Linked DNA regions of Mus musculus: region 2 is linked to region 1. A link is a contact called in public Hi-C data. All regions are on one chromosome and are shown on one strand. The core of a region is the stretch at or near the end of the contact, and the rest is flanking DNA. Distances in the headings are between cores, read along the strand shown.

Region 1 (2,700 bases), core at 194-2,693:
ACACTAGAATAAAGCATCAAGAGCTTGGGAGGAGAACAGAAGATCTGAAAACCAGTCTTTGAAAATTCTCAGGACTGCTCGTCTTACTTTCTTGTGGCTGGGATCAAATACCCTCACAAAAGCAGCTGACAGAAAACCATCACAGTTACAGACAAGAACATCCACCACAGTGGGTAAGATGGACAGCAGGTAGCATGGCATGGGGGCAGGGGTGGGGGAGGCTACCTGGTTACTTTGCATCTGTACCCAGGAAGCAGACAATGAATATGAAGTGTGGCCAAGCTATAAAGCCTTAAAGCTTGACCCTATGACCCACTTCTTCCAGTGAAGTGCTACCTCCGAACAGGTCCACCGGCTGGAAATCATGTGTTAACTATGTGAGTCTGGAAGGGACGTTCCACATTCAAATCATAGCACTACTCGGATGCTAAGACAACAGTATTTGGACTCTTGACAGTGGTGGTGGTGGTTGTTGACTCTGACAGTGGTGATGGTGGGGGTGGTAGTGGTTGTTCATTCACTTCTGCATCCTATAATAGCCTAGACTCAATGGGTTCCATCACAGTAATGGATAGGGAGAGGAATCTGAGCTAGACGTGCAGACCATGAGGGCAGGTGACATTCACAACAGAGCAGGGAGCAGTCCAGTTTCAGTCCATCTTGAAGGGCACAGAAGAAGAAGTCTTAGGACAATGACTGTGGGACCCATGTCTGGTGCGTTGGTGCCATTGAGAGCCGCAATCCCATATGCTATATGGTAAGTTATCTAGTGGCAAAGGGGTCTTTCCTCCATAAACACCCATCATCTCCAAAATGATGCATTGTGCAAGAAGAACAAGAGCTTGGTAACCTTTCCTCCCTATTTACAAAGTCCTCATTTGGTGGAGGGGACATGGTTACCAAGCACTTAATCAGGCAGAAAGAAAAAACTAAGTGCTCTACTTGAGGCACTGAGTTAGAATTTGAATTCTGAGTAGTAATGGACTCTTCAGAGGGAAAAACAGTTGACCGATGGCAAACAAAACATGGGCAGCACATTATGCCCAAGTCCTGAAATGTCACATTGGACCCTGAAAAAAATGTACAATTATTGCATGACATTTAAAAATAGAAATACATATTGAATAACAGAAAAAACGACTAACTCCAAATTCAAGCAGTTGGGGCAGTATACGATATTACAACATAACATTTTCTTCTGAAAGCCCTATCTTTCAGAGAAAAAAAAGAAAAAAAAAAGAAGAAAACACCATCATTGCCATGTGAAGAGATCTAGGCTTATAAATACTTTCAAAATGTTCCTGCAGTGTTATTTCTAGATGCATACATTACAGAAAACTCTCCAGAAATGATACTAAAGACAAAGGCAAGGATTCCCACACTACAGAGCACAGACATGGATGGCAGCTTCCCCGCAAGCTGGGTGGCTGAGCGCTCCAGATCACCAGAATCACTATTCAGGCTTGAGAGATTCCAACTAAGTAGGTAATTCAGAATGTAGCCAGCATCCTGTAGGGACCAGCCAGCAGGGATTCCTGGGAAAACAACCACTGCTACAATAACAGTGGAAAGATCAATGGAGTGTGCTGTGGAATATGGAGGACAGTCTGCAGGAATCTCCAGGGCTTAGTATTCGGAGAATGTGAAAGAGCCGCTGACTTCACAGTTAATCTTTAGAAGCAACTGCCTTGCCAGGTGGTCCAGCAAAGGACAAGATCACAGGGAGTAATTATTTTTCCTCACCGAACTCAGAAAAAAAAATTAACATGCAAAAAAAACGAAGACTTTCAGGTTACTGGGTAAAAACTTTATTAGCGTCTGTCTCGGAGAGACTATCTATCGCCTTGGCTGATGTTGTTTACACTGGTAGGAATGTTAAACAGTACGCTGCAAACTAAAATTAAAACACTATCAGCACACTAAATTTAACAATAAAGACAGGGAGCAGTTGCCAAGGCAAGGCACTGAAGCAAATAACATCAGCCCGTTCAGTTCAGCAGCCTATTCCAAGCATTTGATGCAGAGAGAGGCAGGCTGGGTGACTGCCAACACCTTGCTTCAGTCAGACAATGCACCTTGCTACCTAGGAACAGAGTGAGGTCAGAGGCTAGGCTGGACAGTATTGTAATGATGTGTTGGTTTTCTGGGGAGAGACGACAGGTCAATCACTTCTGGCGGTTCATCCTTTGGGCTCACTGGCATATTATCAACAACCCTGACAACAACTTCTCAGATGTGGAAGGAAGGCTTCACTTCTCCTCGCTACTCTGATTTCTAGCACCTAAGTCTAATCATTTACTCTGTCAACAAGGCTGCTAATACATATTTTTTAGTTAAGAAATAAGTCGGTCTAGTAAGAAAATAGGAAGGGCCCAGGCATACACTCACTTCGGGAATAGGACCCAGAGTTTTGCATATGTTCAGATGCTAAAGACTCAGCCATGCATCGAGTTTCGGCTCCATTTCTGCCCACTTAACACACGGCATCCTTATCGTATCATTTTCTGTTTCTTTCTTAGTGCTCACCATCTCTCTAGCAGGCAACCACTTACAGTCAAAATACAAACCCACCTTAATTCAAGTAAAAAGATTCTAGAAGCTGGGAACATAACAAAGGGGTAGCATTTGCATAGCATATACAAAACTCTGGATATGATTTATAGTACTTTAAACAATAAGAAACGATAGATAGGTAGATAG
Region 2 (2,700 bases), core at 146-2,645, 140 kb before region 1:
CACCTGTCACTCCCAGGTAGAAACCTAAGGGAACATTGTGGATGTCCGCCTCTCTGAGTGTCCAGGGTGGCAAAAAGCTCTTTGAGTCCCACTGTCTGAGGAGGAAGAAACAGGGCAAAGCTTTGCCCGTTCGTTCAGGGCAGGCCTGAAGGCAGACCAGAGTCCATGCTGTGGGGGCTTTGGGTGTCCCTTGCTTCTCTAACACATTCTAGAATCTTGTGACTAAAAATATACTAGTAAAAAGAGTTCACAGAAAGGATATATCTGAAATGAATTATTTTTAGGGATATTGTACAAGAAGAAATCTACCAAGTGCAGAATCTACTGAGTTGGGTTTGGTTTTGTTTGTTTGTTTGTTTGTTTTAAATATCTGCGAAATTGTAGGAACTTTTTTCGTGCTGATGTTGTTTTGCACAGTAAGATAGCTTACGGTTGGTTTATGTTAAAAGAAAATGTTGTTCGGCTACTAGTAACTATCTTGGTCTCCAAAGACTTCTTGATATTAAAATATACACAAAATATTGAATATTGCCAGTACAATGACATTAAGGTTATGAAGGAAAATATTCTAGGCCTCACTTTTAGTAAATTGACACTATGTGTAAATCTGCTGAGAAAAAAAGGTGAGCTATGCTTTATGGATTATTTGATATTTTAATGACCTTCAGAGCAATGTGAAATATGAACACTCAATTTTTATAACTTTAGATACAATGGCTTGATTTTTCTCAGTTCATCTATATTTTAATAAAGTGGATTTTTCAATGGCTTGTGATTGTGACAAAATGTCAAGCATTCCTTAAGGGCTTTGTCATATTGTCATATTTATCATAATTAAAGCAATATCTCAAACAATAAAACAATAGCAACCAAAAAAAAAAAAGAAACTGATTATTTTAATGCCAACTTCCTTATTACAATCTGAGGAGCGGGTTACTTGAGAAAGATCAGTTCTATGGTTTGTATGTGTCTTCTAGTGTTTTGAAAATCTGTGTGGAATAAAATTTAAAATTTTAAAGGAGTCATTTTATAAACATGAAACTTAGCATTTAACTCTTTTAAAACACAATTCAATGAATAAAGCTGATGGGTTTTATTAAAGCCACAGCTATTATTTTCTTTCCTTTATTTCATTATTCAGAATACAATAAAATATCTTATAATGAAATCGTTATTATTATTATTATTATTATTATTATTATTATTATTATTATTTTAACGCAGAAACATCAGGGATCACCTGAGTGAAAACCTCGTATTTCCATTCAGGATGTAGACCTCTGGTGTTCTGCCTGTTGACCAGTAAGGGGCGCCATCACAAAGTGATTGCAGAGATCTGAGGTCTGCGGGGCTTTTCTGGTGTCCATCTTGTTCAGTTGCTTTTCTAGGCCACTGCTGAGCATACTGTACCCTATAGGCTCACATCACCACCACAGCAGGAAAGGCTGCCGCAGAGCTCAAGGCTGAGCTTTTAGATTTCTTCTTTCCAGTGCTCCACGCTGTTAAGCCAAAGCTTCCATTTCCTAGGACGCAGGCCAAAGGCTTGGCTGCCAGTCCCGCTGCTGTTACTAATTGCCTGCTCCTGCTCAGGTTTCTTTATGAAGTCCTCTCACTCCTTCAATATTAAATGTAAATTACACGTTTCTCTCAAGTCCGCCCACCCAGCCCTTTCAGGAACAGCCATTTGTTCCTGTGCACCTGGAGGTAATTCTTACTCTGTGTGTGTGTGTGTGTGTGTGTGTGTGTGTGTGTGCGCGCGTGCGCGCGCGTGTGTTTTATCCACCGAACTGACTTGCGCAACCACGCTATCCCCCCCAACTTCTCCGACCCCCAACCCTGACTTCCCTGGATGCTCAGCAGGACTGAGCTGACATGTTTTAGAGATGGCCAAAACGGAAACAATTCAAGCAACTGAGCGTCTCAGAGATGCCATCTGACTCCCATCCCCACTGTTTCAACAACCTCAAAAGCTGCCTACAAGCTTTTGAGTGTGGCAACTAGCCACGCGTGGCTGTTTCAAGAAACGACGATAATGGATATTACAAACATGTTTTGGTGGCCAAACACAGACTTCCAAAGATAGGTCTCCCCTAGCAAAGCGAAGCAATTATCCCAATCAGTCAAGTGAAAAGGTCCATTTACGCCTCAATTCTCTGGCTAATTCAGGCAAAAGTAAAATTTTCATCTGAATGATCTCAGTAATTGGCTTACTGCTTTGCTTTATCGGAGGGAACTTGACAAAGAAACAGAGGCTGCTTCATACTAGCAGGTTAGTGATGACCCCAAGGAACAGGGTGCACAGAAGAGGTTTCTGAGAAGCATCCGAGTGCAGACCTTGTGTTGAAATTTCAACAGACAGCGCCTCATTGAGGAGGGTGATTAGTGGGGCTTTCAAATTCATCCTCTCCTGCTATCCTTCCCTCCAGCCACCTGTCACTCCTTCCTCAGTGTTTCTAGCTCACAGCCACACACCACTGAGGACGAAGGGAGCAAATGAAACAATCCATCTGTCTGTCATCCTTGACTCCATCCTTCAGTTGAACCCGCTGTATTCCCACGGCCATTGTTCAGATGACCATTGATGCTTTGCTGGGCTCTTATCCATTTGACTCGAGCTTGGGGCTTTTGGTTGTAGGTGCAAAGCCATGTACTGCAAACAAAGGTGAGACAGATAGGCATCTTGGCTATTCACAATTGATT

The links. Hi-C and Micro-C count contacts between places; a contact is called where the count stands out from the background.
Region 2: a contact with region 1 is called in a Hi-C map of cerebral cortex, with 2.6 times the contacts expected there. The contact joins two enhancer-like sites. A contact is called at or near these places in 14 of 484 Hi-C or Micro-C datasets (the N1E-115 cell line, Sertoli cells, cerebellar granule neurons and 9 more), 1 of 115 datasets of contacts at active chromatin or transcription factors (expanded potential stem cells) and 1 of 9 other capture datasets (embryonic stem cells).

The regions. Positions count from the first base shown.
Region 1 is chr2:65,896,079-65,898,778 of GRCm38.p6, reverse strand. The region is part of intron 3 of Csrnp3 (cysteine-serine-rich nuclear protein 3); the gene reads right to left. Among named protein-coding and RNA genes, the nearest start is that of Gm52514, 31 kb to the left of the region's middle. Within about 2 kb of position 1,443, at least 38 of the 459 cell types and tissues checked have an H3K27ac peak or open chromatin away from gene starts, as enhancers often do. A contact at or near this core is called in cerebral cortex, where this site is marked.
Region 2 is chr2:66,040,971-66,043,670 of GRCm38.p6, reverse strand. No RefSeq gene overlaps it. Among named protein-coding and RNA genes, the nearest start is that of Galnt3, 82 kb to the left of the region's middle. Within about 2 kb of position 1,395, at least 39 of the 459 cell types and tissues checked have an H3K27ac peak or open chromatin away from gene starts, as enhancers often do. A contact at or near this core is called in cerebral cortex, where this site is marked.